2 separate regions of the Anas platyrhynchos genome follow, and region 2 is linked to region 1. The links are chromatin contacts, called in public Hi-C maps. All regions are on one chromosome and are shown on one strand. The core of a region is the stretch at or near the end of the contact, and the rest is flanking DNA. Distances in the headings are between cores, read along the strand shown.

Region 1 (7,442 bases), core at 1,344-3,843:
CAGATCAGCCATTGATCTGATGGACCACGGGCTCTGTTCTAACAACAATCAGGAGTTGTACAGTCAGCTCTGAAGTCTGATAAGTGTTCAGTGGGTCTGAAAGCTTTTTGTAGGGTTATGATTGGACTGGAACAAAGATCATCGCAAGGGGAGGTTCTCTTATCTTCACTTCTAAAATAACTAAATGCTATCTACTGATTTGTGAATGATAACTGATGATAAAATGGGAAAACTTAGTCTAACAGGCAGATTTATTTTTTCAGCTGGAAGAAATGCAACAGTTAAGAAGTTGTAACAGACAGCTGCAGATAGACATAGATTGCCTAACCAAAGAGATTGATCTTTTTCAAGCAAGAGGTACAGTATGCTCTTAGTACATCAGCAACTGTAGATGTTGATTTTATGTTCTCCTTTCACTGTCTGCATGTATCAAAAGAGGGTGTTATAAATTATGGGTGTACATACTGTTCGCAAAATCATCACATTTGTTTGAATGGAACCATGAAAGTAACTGTTTCAAGCCTTTTGTTTTTGTTGGCTTTATGACTCTTCTTAATCCCATGGTCATTCGTATCTCATACTTGGCTCAGAAGGGAGACTTGCAATACCGTTTATATAATAAATGCTGGAAAAAAATCTCTTTGGTCACTTGAATATCAGCAGAGAGGGGGAAGAAGTTTTTCTAAATAATGTAGCCATACATACATGTTCTTCTTTCCCATCTTCTGTTTCTGTCTTGTATTCAGCATCTCTAGTTGGCAACCAATGTACTGTTGTAACTCTGTGTTCTTCTCTTTCAAATTTCAGATTCTGTATCTGTGTTACAGCAAATTGGAGTTAGGAGTTCCTCTAAGTATTGAATCCAAACCTGTATTATATACTACATAGTAGATCATACAGTTACAATTAAAAAAGTCTCAGCTGAACTAATAAAATACTCTTAAATATTTAAGAGTGGGGAAGAAAGTCATATTTAAGGAGCTTGGTCAGTCAGCAAAGAGCTGGGCAGTAGAAGTCAGGACTCCTGGATTTTGTTTCTGACTTCATTTTATATCGCGTATTTTAGGCATTAAGTTTCTCTGTGTATTCTTGACACCACTAATATCTCATTCTGGTTTGCACTGACACCTTTATGTAAAAGATAAGTGAATCATAGTACTGTCTCTTGGAATTACTGAAACAAGTTGATGTGCTTTCCTATCTGATTTTATTTTTAAAACTATTGCACATTCTTTTCTTTTTTTCATTTGTAGGACCACATTTTAATCCCAGTGCTATTCATAATTTTTATGATAATATTGGATTTCTTGGTCCGGTGCCACCAAAACCCAAAGGTACTGTATTGGTAAAATTTGGATATAATGCTAAATATCTGGTTTGCATCTAATATTAATTTTTTTCCTGTGATTCTAACTTAAATGTTGATTGTGAAATAGATTACTTCTGCAAGAGCATACAAATCCACCTGCCTATCATAGAAGGAAATTAACTTTAGCTTTCTGTTACTAGTTAGCATTTGCATTGACTCACAAATTTAAATGTCTAATCATTTGGTACTAGCCCTCTTGAAAACGCAAAGCTAACTCTAACTGGTTTATAAGACTCTAACGACCCTTCTGTCCTTTCCTTCTTTTCTTAATAAAATCCTAATAAAATTCTTAATAAAGTCATCAGTACTGCATCTTCATCCTTCATAAAATTTAATTTTCATTTTATCTTAAGTTTCACTTTAAGTATGATGCAGACTTAGACCAGAGTTATCACTCTCCACAGAAGAATGAAAAATAATTCTTTTTGCCATTGTGATCTGCATAGCATTGTACTTCTTGAGGGAGGCTCTGTCATCTTGAAGAAATTGCAACTGGGTGATTGCTAATGAGGTGTTCTCCAGTTGAAATAATTGGCTAAAAGTCTTTGCAATTGCATAAACAAGGAACCCTTAACTTCAGGAATTACTCTCCTCTCTTTTCGTCTTTTTCATCTCTTCACTTTTAATGTTTTCTCTTCTAAAATAGCTTAAGGTTGTTGCCTAACATGCTATGGAAAAAGATGCACTTTTATGCTTGGGAGGATTGCTGTACAGCATGACAGAGCTGGGCTTTGGTTTTTCTTTAGTGCATCTGGTTATCAGGTTTGGGGAAGAACTCTCAATATCCATTCTAGGGCTAACATGTTAAATACATTTTTCATATTTTCATAATTTTTTGCAAAGCACTTATTTTGTAGCATAAAAAATAATTTAGATTTCTCCATAGTCTTCACACTTTGAAATTTTTTGCATGCTTCCTATGCTGATTAACTTGTAAATTTCATTGCATTTTCCTGCAACAGCTCTGAGCTGAAACCAGAAAGGAAGAAAGCAGAGTGAAGGGATGGGAAACTTGCTTTTTGTAGTTTCGTGTTGTGCCATTTGGCTGACTTACAATGAAGCTGTAGTCAAGGGGGTGGTAAAAAGCTGCCTCTGTCACTAGTAATAACTGTGCAGTTCTCAGAGGAACAAGATAGTTCTCAGTTTCTGAAAAAAAAAATGCTCTAAAAATTCTTTCCATGCTGTTCTTGGTTAGTAACTGCTTATCTTATCTCTTTCATGTCACAGATCAGAGGTCCATTGTGAAAACACCAAAGATTGTTCCAGACACGGATGAAGATGAGGGAGCTCAGTGGAGTTGTACTGCCTGTACTTTTTTAAATCACCCGGCCTTAAATCGTTGTGAACAGTGTGAAATGCCCAGGCATTTCTGAGCCAACAGGCCCGATATCTTTTGTAGAACCACAGCAAACGTACAAGGAACTATCCAGTCATTGGGGGGGCAAAAAAAAGCATATATGTGTAGGATTTTGTAAAATTGAAGGTGTGACGAGATGGTGTTTTGCTAATGTTAAATGTCAGCCCACAGAGTTAGTAATACCTCAGTGTTGTGTCACAGGCAGTTGAAACTCATCGGCTGAAAGGTAATCTGCTGAAAGACTCGGTTGCCAGCTGCCTAAACCATGTGCAGTATTACCAGTATCCCGGTAACACGTGCCGTGTTCAGTGCTTGGGTGTTGCCCATCCTCTTCTCTGCCCCGATGTCACTACTGAATTTTGACAGGGGAAAGGAACAGAGTGCTAGCGTTTTTTGTTTTCGGAGCTTTCAATGAAACACTACATGCACAGAGGAGATCTAAAAGGAACAAGGTTTAACTATTTAAACTGTTTGCTGCCACACAGTGCCTTTGAGAAAGGGAGGAATTTCACAAATCAGTGGTACTCTTTGCCTTATCTTCCCTGAAAACATCTCTGTGAAGCCAGAAATCAGTACAATCACGTCTAAAGATGAAAAGGAAAAACTGCATGCGTTGTCTGTACAATACACACAGTGAAATACCCCAAAGCTTTTCCTACTGTACATAGCTCTAGAGCCTGCTTTAAGTGATTTCTTTTCTTCACCTTTATTATTTTCTTGTACTTCTGTATGTATAGTGTAATAGTCTTTTTGTTAACTTTTTTTCCCTTTAAGTGATTAAGCACGATCATGTCCCTTTTTTTAAGCTTTTATCTGAGAGAAGCAATGCCTTAAAATAAGAGCATTAATAAGAAACTATGCACAAAATAGCTTTCCTCTGCTCGTTCTGTACATTGCTCTTGTAAATGCTGATGATCTGTGAAGACCTGCAGATGCAGCGTGGTAAAAATGCAGGAAAAGTTGGAAGAGTTATGCATATAGTTCACTCTGTACACTGAGTTTTACGGTGGGTGACACGAGGTAGCATTTTGTCTGGCATGAGGGAACTTCTTAAACTAAGAAACTTTCAACCCACCAACAGATCAGCATCCGAGTTAAGCTTGCTTCATCTGCTGGGTATCTTGCAGACTCCTGAAGAGAGATTCGTTGGGGAAGTACACACAGTGCCAAAATCAACAGCAGCAGCATCATACAGCTTTGTTCAAGAACTTTAAATGCTTTCCTGTTTTGGCAGCCAGTTTCTAAGCCTGACTTTGGTGAAGTCTCATATTTATAGAAAACAAGGATAGCAATATTTAGGACAACTGAAATAAAGGCTGGAAAAGAGAAATCAAACAGACTTGAACACTGAAGCAACCTCAAGCATCTCTTTATGTTGATGATCTATTTTTTTAAGGAAAATATTCACATGATCAGGAATGTATGTAACAGATCAAGGAAATGGAATTGCAGTACAGTGTGTATGAAAGACAGCACACAGGATCATGTAGCAGCACTTAGAGGCTGGAGGGAGTGCTAACAATGTAGCAAGAGACAAAGTAGACTGTCACCCACTGTAAACATTTGCCAGTGGACACTCATTAGGAATTTTACAAGTGATCTATGTGAATGCACAAAGGCCTTTGTTTTGAAGGCTTTGCATTTTTTTATGTGGGAAGAAAATGCCAATCCCAGGTAATTAGGCAGTAGACCCAAAGCACTTGCATTCAATGCATTTTGTTCATAAAATGAGGCCTTGTTTTTCAGCTTCATCTGCAGTTCTATGTGAAGATTGACAAATCAGTTTTTACCTGTTTATTAATAAAACCTAATTTGGATATCTTGAGTTGATGGTTTTGTGATTTAGCTGGGTAAACTGTCTTTGTAACAGATAAGTTATTTATAAAAATTAAAAAAAAAAAAATTATATTCTAATGTTTGTTTTTGTGATTTGTTTACTTATTCCATGCTGTGGAGTAACAGAATAGTCAACAGAGCAATAAGTATTAACAGTATTAAAAACAAGCTGATTTCTTATGACCACAGGTTTTATGTAAGCCTTTGATTTGTCAGATCCTGTATCTTGACTCCCATGTATTGTCCATTTTAATGGGGGGCAGGAGGGATAATCCGTGCGCTTAAGGGTATATGACTTTTAAAATATTTTTCTAAATCAGAATGAACAACCACTTTGTCCAAGGTAATATATGAAATACTTTGTGTATTAAGGATTGATATGCTTAAGCTGTATTTTGTTGCAAAGTGTATTATAATAGATGTGGATGTGGAGTGTTCCTGGACATGTCTTTCCCACTTGGACCTTGTCTGGACAGATACATGGTGTATGGTACATGGGCTTTCCTGAGACAGTGATGCTGTGCCAAAAACATTCCTTAACATAAATTGATCAGCTGGCTTGCCTCGATCCACCGTGTGTAAAATAATGCTTGGAGCGAGGAGAGCAATAATTCAAATGAATGAACAAAAGTCAAAACTAATCTCCGCTGCGGGTGGAAAAAGCATGTTGGGAAATAGGTGAAAAGGAATTCTGCTCATCCTACTAAATGCTTAACTGATTATTTCTCTGCACTTATCTTACTGCTTATTTTCTGGGAGGAAAATAAAAAGTCTGTTTACATTGGAACTCCAGCTAGCTCTGCTAGCCATCGGCACATTAGTATAAGAGTGTATCCAGCAGCATTTTCAGTGCTTGATCCTGGGATAGAGGGACAAGAGAAATGACATCTCCAGTGCCTTCTATTCCACAGACTCTTACCTTCACCCTCGGGGGTTTGTGCTTTCTGTATTTCATGTTATGTGTGCCATTAGCTCTTGCCTTAAACTGATACCACTATATAGACATATCAGCATTACATTTTTAAATGGTAGAATTTTAAGGGTGTAAACTTTGAAAGCTGAAGTAGAACCAGACTTCACTGCTGAATTTTCCCCTTTTTCCTCCTAGAAGATAAATATGAAAGATTGGATGCAGTGAGGTTAATCTTCATCTCACAAGCATCAGTAGTTCATCTTGGATATTGATTTAGGATTTTACATTTCTGTGATGTCTTTGGCAGGGATGTCTGTAATTGTGAAAACAAATAGATGAAATTCTTTAGCAGAAAGGAAGTAGACTTCTTGGCTTTTAGAGATGCTCCTGTTTATTTTTTATGACTGAAATACTCATCACGCGGTCAAACTTCAAAATGAAGGCAACAAAACAGGCTAAGAATGGTAACTGGGGTGCTGTTGCATGTCAGTTCTGTGGAACTGGTTTCAGTTCACGTTGCCAGCTTTCTAGGCAAGTTAGAAACTGCATTTTTCTTCTGCAGTCACCAGTCAATAGAGCTACGTTGCCCAGGAGTGTGGTGATATTTCAGATTAATTGTGAGATTGGGTATCATCTGTCTCACCTAATGATTTTAAAACTGCATGACCAATATTTGTGCCTGTCTGTTTGTATTTGTTTTATTTTTGTGAATTTAAGAATTTATTTTTAATCTTGAAATACATACCTTCGATGTATATTGTAGATGCCCAGGGAGAATACATTTTCCATTTTAAGGGAAGTATCGTTATTAGTGCTGCATTTCTTGAATCAAATTCCTCTTTGTATGTACATTGGAGCCTGGATACAAATTAAAGGAAGAGTTGATTAAAGATGATGAACACGCGTATTTAAAAACCAGATGTGTTTATGTATATAAAAATCTATTATCTGCCCTTTTCAGTACATAACTGATATGCTAAAATCATGGCAGAAATTTTGCAGTACAGTTAATCAGCAGAACCTTTAGTGAGTCTTGTGAAGCCATGGTAACTTACTAATATTTAGTTCTCCTTTCAGATAGCAAGGTAATGCTTTGACATTTTTGGCATCTTTTATTGATTGTTCAAAAAATACATTTCCTTGTAACGTGAACAAAAAATACACTATTAGTTTTAAATTTCTGATTCATTCTAGAAAGTAGAATGATTGCAATGCATTCCTTTATCCAACCTTGACTGTGCTTGAGTAGGGTTTCTTTGTTGCTAATTTTGAGGGACAGTCTTTGATTTTACATAGTCCAGTGTCCCTTGTGAGGTCTATATTTTGTGCAAACTACTTAAAAATTATTGGAGAATGAGAGAACAGAAGGAGTTAGTATGAAATGTATGAGGGCTCCAGGCTCCATGATGAGCTCAAGTGCTGCAGAAACATTTGACAGTGATGATGAACATCAAGAATGATGTGATCTGACTAAATCTCAGCCTTTTTATTGTGATACAATTCTTAATGCTTTTTATTTGTTTTTCCATGATCAAGCAGTTCTGCACCAGTGATGTGCTTGTTACCTAGAGATTCTCAGGTGCTACCACCTTGAGGGGCAGCGCTGGTAAAACTTGTAGAAACATTTGTTGCAGTTGGACTTCAGACATCAGAATTGCCAGCAGTGCAAGTGGGCACACTTGTTCTCATCAAATGCGTGGATGCTTGTAGTAGTGAATCAAAATACAACAATCTCAGGCAAGTGTAACAATGCTGCAGGCATAATCTTAGCTAAATACATGTAGTCTTTCCAGAGTCCTATTCTCTTAATTGATTTTGGAGAAGACTGAGAGGGATCTTATGTGTACGAGTATCTGAAGGGAGGGTGCCAAGAGGATGGGAACAGGCTCTTTTCAGTGGCATCCAGCAACAGGATGAGGCAACGAGCACATACTGAAACACAGGAGTTTCTGGCTGAACATGAGGAA
Region 2 (7,442 bases), core at 1,643-4,142, 35 kb after region 1:
AAGCACCAAAGGTCAACCCCAAAACTGAGGTTGGAGATAGCATTGACGAAAAGGAAATGAGGGTAGAGAAGTGGGAGCTCTCATTAGAATACAAGCAGGCAGCTCTCCAGCTGCTGGATAAGAAGTCCTGTCGGCTCTGCTAGGACAGGATCAGCAGCTTGTGCCCGTGCTGTTGGCTGCTGGCACAGCTCGTGCGTGCCATTCCCCGAAGCACCACACGCACACAGCCGCCCCTTCCCGCAGCTGCAGCCAAGTCCCGTCTAACTCACGGCACGCAGCACTTGACCTGTCTGCCAGGTGAACGTCAAGTGTTAGCAGGGCAGCCCAGAAATGCAGTCTCCTTAAGCAGTGCTTGAAATTTAGTACTTGCCTCCTCATACCGAACTCTCTTGCTGTCGCTTATTTTAGCATTAATGTTTGAAAATTGCTGCTTAAAAACATAAAGAGTTAAGCCCCGCAGCCTGAAGTTACGAGATCCAGCAACCCCATGACATTACATTTTTAGAAGCACTAAGGCATATTCAAAGCCAGACACCTGAGTTCTTTCAAATGTGCTTATTTATTTTCTTATTCTGAAGACTCTTTGGCCATCAACACAAAAGTAACTGTTCACTTCCATACGCTATTCATATCAACACTTAATTGTTCAGAATTTACCTGTTTTGAGAGAAGAAGCCATCATTTCTGCTGCTGAGAAGTGAGCACATTTTCCAGGAACAGCGTGCTTGTTGTATACACCAAGACGTTTCATATTCCCACAGGTGCTTGGGCTCTAGCTGAAGCCCAGGAAAGGCGACTGAAACTTCGTGCTGTTGAGTCATTTTTAATCTTCTTTCCCACAAAAGGATTCTTACAAGAATCCAGCTTTTTCCTCAGAGTGGAAACTTTCTTCTTTCTATGACTTCCTGTTCTAAAACCAGCTAGAGCTTCACTGCCTCAGCACCTCCACATCCTTGTCAAACTTTGCCAATGGGTTTTGGTGTTCAAAATGTGCCACTGAAAAGAACTGGGAACGATGCACCAGTTCAGACTTTATTCTGTAACAAAACAGGCTAAAAGCAGGAAGAGCTAGAGAAAACCTACTGCCTCAGCAGCACTACTACAAATCATCACATCCTGGTCTTGTAGAGGTCTCTGGAAATCTGATGGATTTAAGGAAGAAATCTTCTCAATGCGGACAGTGTGCAGTCCTCAGCGCCAGCCCCCCGACATACTCCCGAGTGCGGGCTTGTTTCTTTCTCTTGTGGGACAGGAACCCAGGCATGTGCTCAGGCTCTGTAAGGACTGCACAAGTTCCTGTAAGCCCCCAGTGGCTTAGCAGCGGTTAAGGAAAACTGGACATCTAGTTGCATGCTTTGGAGCACATGAAAGATGGAAAGGAAAGATGTAGCAGGAGTGTATTGTTAGCCAAGTACACTTGATGTTTAATGAACCAGAGAGGTTAGATGGCTCTGCAGAGCACACTCCTGTACACAACATCCTTCAGCATCCTCGTTTAGTCTGGGTCTGAATATTGTAGGCACCTGGCCTGGCCTGCTAAGTCAGAATTTTCTGCCATGGGGTAAACAGCTTCTTTGTTCCTGTAACAGCAGCCCTCCTGTAGGAGCACGTTAATCAGGAGCTCGCTTTCCACATGCGGCCCCTTCAAATGCACCAGCCAGGCAGAGCAGCGCTGCTGCTGGCCCTCCAGGGCAGGGCGATTTATCGTGAGACTCCATGGCTGCCATGTATTTTATTTTGGTTTGGTACTTCTGATCGAGTCCCATTGAGAGGTATCAATCTATAAAAACTTGTTATACTGCTACAGGAGAACCAGACACTACAACAGGCATTACAGCAAAACCACAACAACAAAAGTTAAGTTTATTCACCAGACCAGACCGCCTTCGAGCCACCACACATTCCACAGAGGAGAAGAAAAGACAAACCTTGCCTTAGCTTCTTCTTTCCCTCCTATCAATGCAAGATCTTTCCTCTTCTGGAGAGGAAGAGGACATAGGTGTTCTTAAAACATATGCAAACTGAGTAACACTGTTTAAATGTCCAAATCTTGTTTATCAGGGCGAGCTGCACATTTCAGAGCCTGCTGCCTTCAGTAAGCCCCAGACTCTGATAACATCACCTGCATTCCTCTGTAGATGAAGAGTTGTTAACTGACGACTTCTGCCACCAAACCCAAAAATTATTCCCATGTACACTTGGGCAAGTGCACCACAAGTTACGAATTCTGCCTTCCTGCTGATGCCTGCTTTCTTCTGCCTCACCCACCCAGCGTAACTGGCCTGACATCACAGCGGCTGCACACCCGACACTACAGAGGTCAGATGTTTAACAGCGATGGCAGCTGTGCCAACTATCAAGTGCATCTTCGTTCTGAGAGGCATCCTCCTGCAACGCCACAGCCAAGCGAGCTGCGCAGACAGCTGAGCAGCAAGTGCAGCACTTCCATCTCCCTCGCAAGCAGCAGAGCAGCACTTGGGTGCCTTCAATCACTGTTGCACGGGATTCAGTGAGGTAAGAGCTGGCAGGATGACGGCAAGCTGCAATTTAATTTCAAAGGAAGGAAACAGAGCTTTGAGTATTCATTGTAATAATGGTATCAGAGCACTTTTTTGGAGGGAGTGTGCACAGAACATTTCTGTCTCACGGGTCTTCTATCACACTGCTTCCTGTAAGATCTGCAAGTGCTGAAAGAGGAACACGGCCTCCTTGCAGACAGGAGGCAAGCGCTGCAAATCTCTTTGCAGTGGGCAATTCATTTGATAGCAAACACTTACGTTTCCAACAAGCTTTAGACAACATTCCTTATCGGAGACTCAAATCATTCCACTGATGTGAAATACTTTATTGAAACAAGCTTTTGGGAACCCAGCCTTACTCCAAGTCATACACTGGGAATTCACAGAATCGTGAGGCCAAACCACTGACAGAACGTAGCTGCTTTCAACCAGTACCTGCACAGTCATATGGCAGCAATGGTGGAAATGCAGGAAGAAAACAGAGTTTTAGTTCCCTTCTCTCTTTCTCCTCCATCATCTGTACTTGGACCTCTCTTTGTCTTTTGATTTCTTTGGACTTCTGCTTCTGTCTGCCTTTTTATCCCAGTCTCTTACTCGGACATCTTCTCTGTATTTGTCCTTATGCTTGCTGTAACTGGAGCCTCTTTCCTGGGATCGGCTGCGACTCCGATGCCTGTCTTTCTTCTCACTCTTTGTCTTCTCCCTGTAGCGCTCTCCTTCGTGCTTCCGATCAGAATCCTGTTAAAGGAATCGGATGCATACGCTGTTACAGACAGAAGAGGAAAACTGTAAAGGCATGAGGAGAACTAGGAAGAGTAGAGCATGGCTCCTCAGCTGCCTAAGGCTGGCACTGCCTGAAACAGATTCACATCTGTGATTATTTGAAAAGGGTAACACACCATAAATAAAACTAACTGCATCAAGATACATCTACAGAAAACTCTATGGGGTACAAGTCTATTTAAATGGCCTAAAAAAGGAGACCAAGAATGTATTGCATGTGGCGGTGGTGTCTGAGCACAGACACAAAACACTCTCTAAAAAACTGCTGCAAATCCAGGTAGGCAGAAATGAGGAAATATTGAATTTCCCTGGCTTTCTGCATAGCATCACAGAGGACCCTGCCTAGCAGGTTCAGAGCACAGGAGGGATTTGCTTGGGAGATAAATGTTATGTACCAAAGGAGTGTGGCTGTCAGCAGGACACCTCCTTTGCTCGCTGCCATAGGTGGATGGCACGAAACCACTGAGACAGCGTGTTAGTGAATGAAGGAAAGGTGGCTGAATTACTCACTGTGAAATGTGACACTGGTAGGTGATGACACCGTACATGCTAGAACGACCAGGTGGTAACACCAACACCCGGCCAGGCCAGAGCAGTTTCAGAAAGACAAGATCCTTTAGAAAGATGCCATTTCTCCTGTGAAGTCACTAAAAGTTTTTTTTTTAATAAACAGCCCTGATTTTTAACATATGAACTCCTGCTGGCATTTTTAAGCACAGCTAGGAACTATTTTGTTCTTACTATTCAATGAAGATATACAGGGAGACACAAAACACAGGAGGGGGCCTCAGATCCTGCAGGAAGGTGCAAATGCAACTTCCTACAGAGGAAGTGGTGGACACTTTTGAATTGAAAGCACGATCACAAGTTTAGTATCAACGTATGCTCTAGCAGGTTGACACCATTTTTAGTGGGGTTTTAATAACAACACCGGTAAACACAGATCTTTATGAACTATGGAAAAGGTCTGCATTAAATTATATACTATTTCTTAGTTTCAGATACGATTTTCATTTTTCTGAACTCTAAACTTTTCTAAATGCTCGTGGCAGTAACATTCACCAGTGTATGGCTAAAATCCAAACCACATTTATGATCACGCACATTTTATTTATTTTTTAATAGTGAAAACCCTATCAGTTACAATGAGCAACATGTACATAAACAACCATAGATTTGATCTTTATCTATGTAAATTAAAATTTCTGCTATTGCTGAGTGCAGCAATCTCACTGGTGGCCAAATATTATTCCACATCTTTACTGCTGAACTCTATTTCAGTACAGATTTTAAAATCTGAATCAACCAAAACGGAGTGTTGCTTTTTATATTTATAAACTATTTATAAGAGCTTTGTCCATTCATCTTCAGAATGAGGGACAGATTTCCCTACTTTAAAGAGCAACTATTTTACCAAATGTCTTACTAGTGAACCTGAAAGCCTTGGTCTCCATGTTTGGAAAAGAAGCCAGGTTCCAGGTCTCTCTGTGGCAGGGACTGAGTACACGCCAGAAGGTGGCCACCAGCAGTGGAATAGAAAGGAACAACACAAAAACACTGCCCAGTAAAGCAGATGGTGGGCTTGGTGTGCTGCTGCCTTCAGGGGGGTTGCTGCTGACAGAGAGCATGAGGGGGAACAGGAGAAACCCAGAACAACGCTCAGTAGAACATCTACAAAGCCAACATCAGAGACGGGCTACTGGCCAGATAGAAGCAAAAATTCTCGCTTGCAAGTCAGGGCAGGGAAAAGGCTAGCGAAGACCTGAAAGTAATGAAAAATTGCCTGCACTGAACATCACAGAAAAGAGTGACTTGCTGAAAGGATTAAAAAAGCCACAGGGGAATGGAGCCAGATAAGCACAATGATCTTTAAGAAGCGTTTAACGTAAAGGTGTACAGGACGTGTCTGAAGCTGTAAGTGCCACAAAAAGGTTGTCATAGCAGCAAATATGATGGCAGTCTAGACAAACAACACAGTCATTGAAGTCATTTATAGTAATTAACAAGATAAATTGCATCTTTGTTCTCAAAAAAAAAAAAAAAAAAAAAAAGGAGTTGTATTTCCCCTTATGCAAGATTCTACCTTTTTGAAGTCTTTGGCACAGGGAAGGGTCACATTTTTAAAATGCTAAGTTACTAAAAATACTAATGGTATTTGAAATCCAATCTTTTATGCTCTGTCCAAGTCAGAAAAATGCTCTTTTCCCATTGGAAGCAGAAGAAAATTACTATATAAAAACAGACTCTTTCTTACTGCTGAAGTCCAGATTTCTCAATCCGGGATCGCTGCCTCTTACCAGTCAACAAATGAGTGACGATCACCCCTTTCTTAATCCAGCACTGTGCTGGTGAACACACGAGGAAAGAATTATCAGAAGAAGGGAAGAAACTGCTCTGCAAGTTCATGGCTGACTCTGCCAAAAGTAGTAACTTGCCAAGCAGCACTTGAACATAAATCAGCTTGAAATACCAGGATACAAAAGCAGAAGGAAGATAGGCCACCTCTACAGACATTAAGCACGCTAATTAAAGGTTAAAAGGAGCAAACAAGAAGAGGCAGCCATTTCAGCAGGGAGACTGATCAAACCTCATCAACCTCCAGTAAGTAGCAAGAGCAGAAGATTAAAAATAGAAAGATCATGATCTTTTTGCTAAAATCATGAACTGCAGAAATCTGAAAGTCTGGAAGGCCCTGTGTCTAACAAACAGCCACTGGTTAGACCCATCCTCCACAGATCCAGTTATTTTAAAAAATAAACAATCCAAGCAACCAAAAAAGACGCAGAGAAAACTGGTAAGGGAACAAGGTCATAATACAGATCTCAAGCAGAAGCAATCAAAATGCTGTGCCAAATCCTATCCACAAACCCACATGGTGGTGCAGCCTCTTGCTCCAGACCCACATCCTGTTACCTACTGAAAGCAAGCCACAGCACCCTACCTCTTCAGCCCTCTGGAAGCAAGTCAACAGCACAAGGTTCAAAAATAAATTCTTAAAACTTCAACACAAAGACTGAAGATTCAGGAAACTGGTGTCAGACTAAGAAAAGGGATGAGTCAAACTACACTAAAAAAAAAAAAAGGCAAAAAAAAAAAAGAACCAGCAAGAGAACAGAAAAACAACTCAACATCATGGAAACTATTCAGAAAATAAAACCCCCTTCCCTTCAGTCATAGCTGAAGCTGGTAGCACCAACTGCAGTTTCGGTTGCTAGAACTTCCTATTGTAAGACTCTGCTCTCTCTCAATTAAAACCTCTGACATCCTACGGGCTCAGGATGGAAGCTTATCTATGAGACACGGTCACTGCGGTCTTCGGCAATTGATTGTGGAAAGTTAACTGTTGTTTTCTTTTCAAGTTTTTACCTCAAAGGCTTCACCTATTTCCAAAATGGGGTTAAGGGAAAACACTTTGCTTGCCTGTTCTAAAAATGCTACCATTCAACAGAAAAGTTTCCGTGCTGTTACGCTTTGTGCTGGCCTCAGTACTCGCACTGAGCAGTCTCCACCTCGGGAACATGCCTCCCTCCCTGCTTCTTTTATGAGCTGCCCAGATTATGACCGTATTATAAATTTAAGAAAACAACAACAACAAAAGGCAGTTTGTATATTTTATGTGGGATTTGTCAGCTAAGCTGCCTGCAAAATGCATCTGGACAGGGCTGTGCTCATGTCACTTTACTGATTTTCTAAATTGGACTGAATGCATACTCACTTGGACTAGATCATCTTTGAAGGTCCCTTCCAAATGAACTATTCTATTCTATTCTACTCAGTAAATAGTGATTTATTTTTTTTCTACTTAGCTCATTTCTCCTTAATGCTCAAATCTCGACAGTAGTAACCTCTGCACTTGGTATTACAGGCATTCAGTTTCCATGAAACATCAACATTTTGACTACCTCAGGTTCACAGAAACGTGAAAATGCTGACTGAACAGGCTGCAGTGAATGACAGAACTGCTGTCTTCTGGCAATCCCCTCCACAGCCGGAGTCCTACAGCACTGTACAGATGCAAGTAAACCCACACAGAGATGTTGCACAAATATTTCCAAAACAATTCAGAAAAAAATAAACAGACAATTCAAAGAGGCTGTGTTTCTGATTCCACATGGGAGAAAGCCAACATGCACTTCTGGC

The links. Hi-C and Micro-C count contacts between places; a contact is called where the count stands out from the background.
Region 2: a Hi-C map of liver shows a contact between it and region 1, with 2.7 times the contacts expected there. The contact joins two enhancer-like sites. A contact is called at or near these places in 3 of 8 Hi-C or Micro-C datasets (liver, skeletal muscle and subcutaneous adipose tissue).

Annotation. Positions count from the first base shown.
Region 1 is chr3:53,226,223-53,233,664 of IASCAAS_PekinDuck_T2T, forward strand. It overlaps TAB2 (TGF-beta activated kinase 1 (MAP3K7) binding protein 2), which reads left to right. Exons shown (of 8, transcript XM_005008887.6): 6 at 264-357; 7 at 1,254-1,334; 8 at 2,597-4,634. The coding sequence ends at 2,742. Among named protein-coding and RNA genes, the nearest start is that of ZC3H12D, 29 kb to the right of the region's middle. Within about 2 kb of position 2,594, at least 2 of the 8 cell types and tissues checked have an H3K27ac peak or open chromatin away from gene starts, as enhancers often do.
Region 2 is chr3:53,261,274-53,268,715 of IASCAAS_PekinDuck_T2T, forward strand. PPIL4 (peptidylprolyl isomerase like 4) reads right to left here. Exons shown (of 13, transcript XM_038175853.2): 13 at 2,822-3,257. The coding sequence ends at 3,033. Among named protein-coding and RNA genes, the nearest start is that of ZC3H12D, 5.6 kb to the left of the region's middle. Within about 2 kb of position 2,893, at least 1 of the 8 cell types and tissues checked has an H3K27ac peak or open chromatin away from gene starts, as enhancers often do.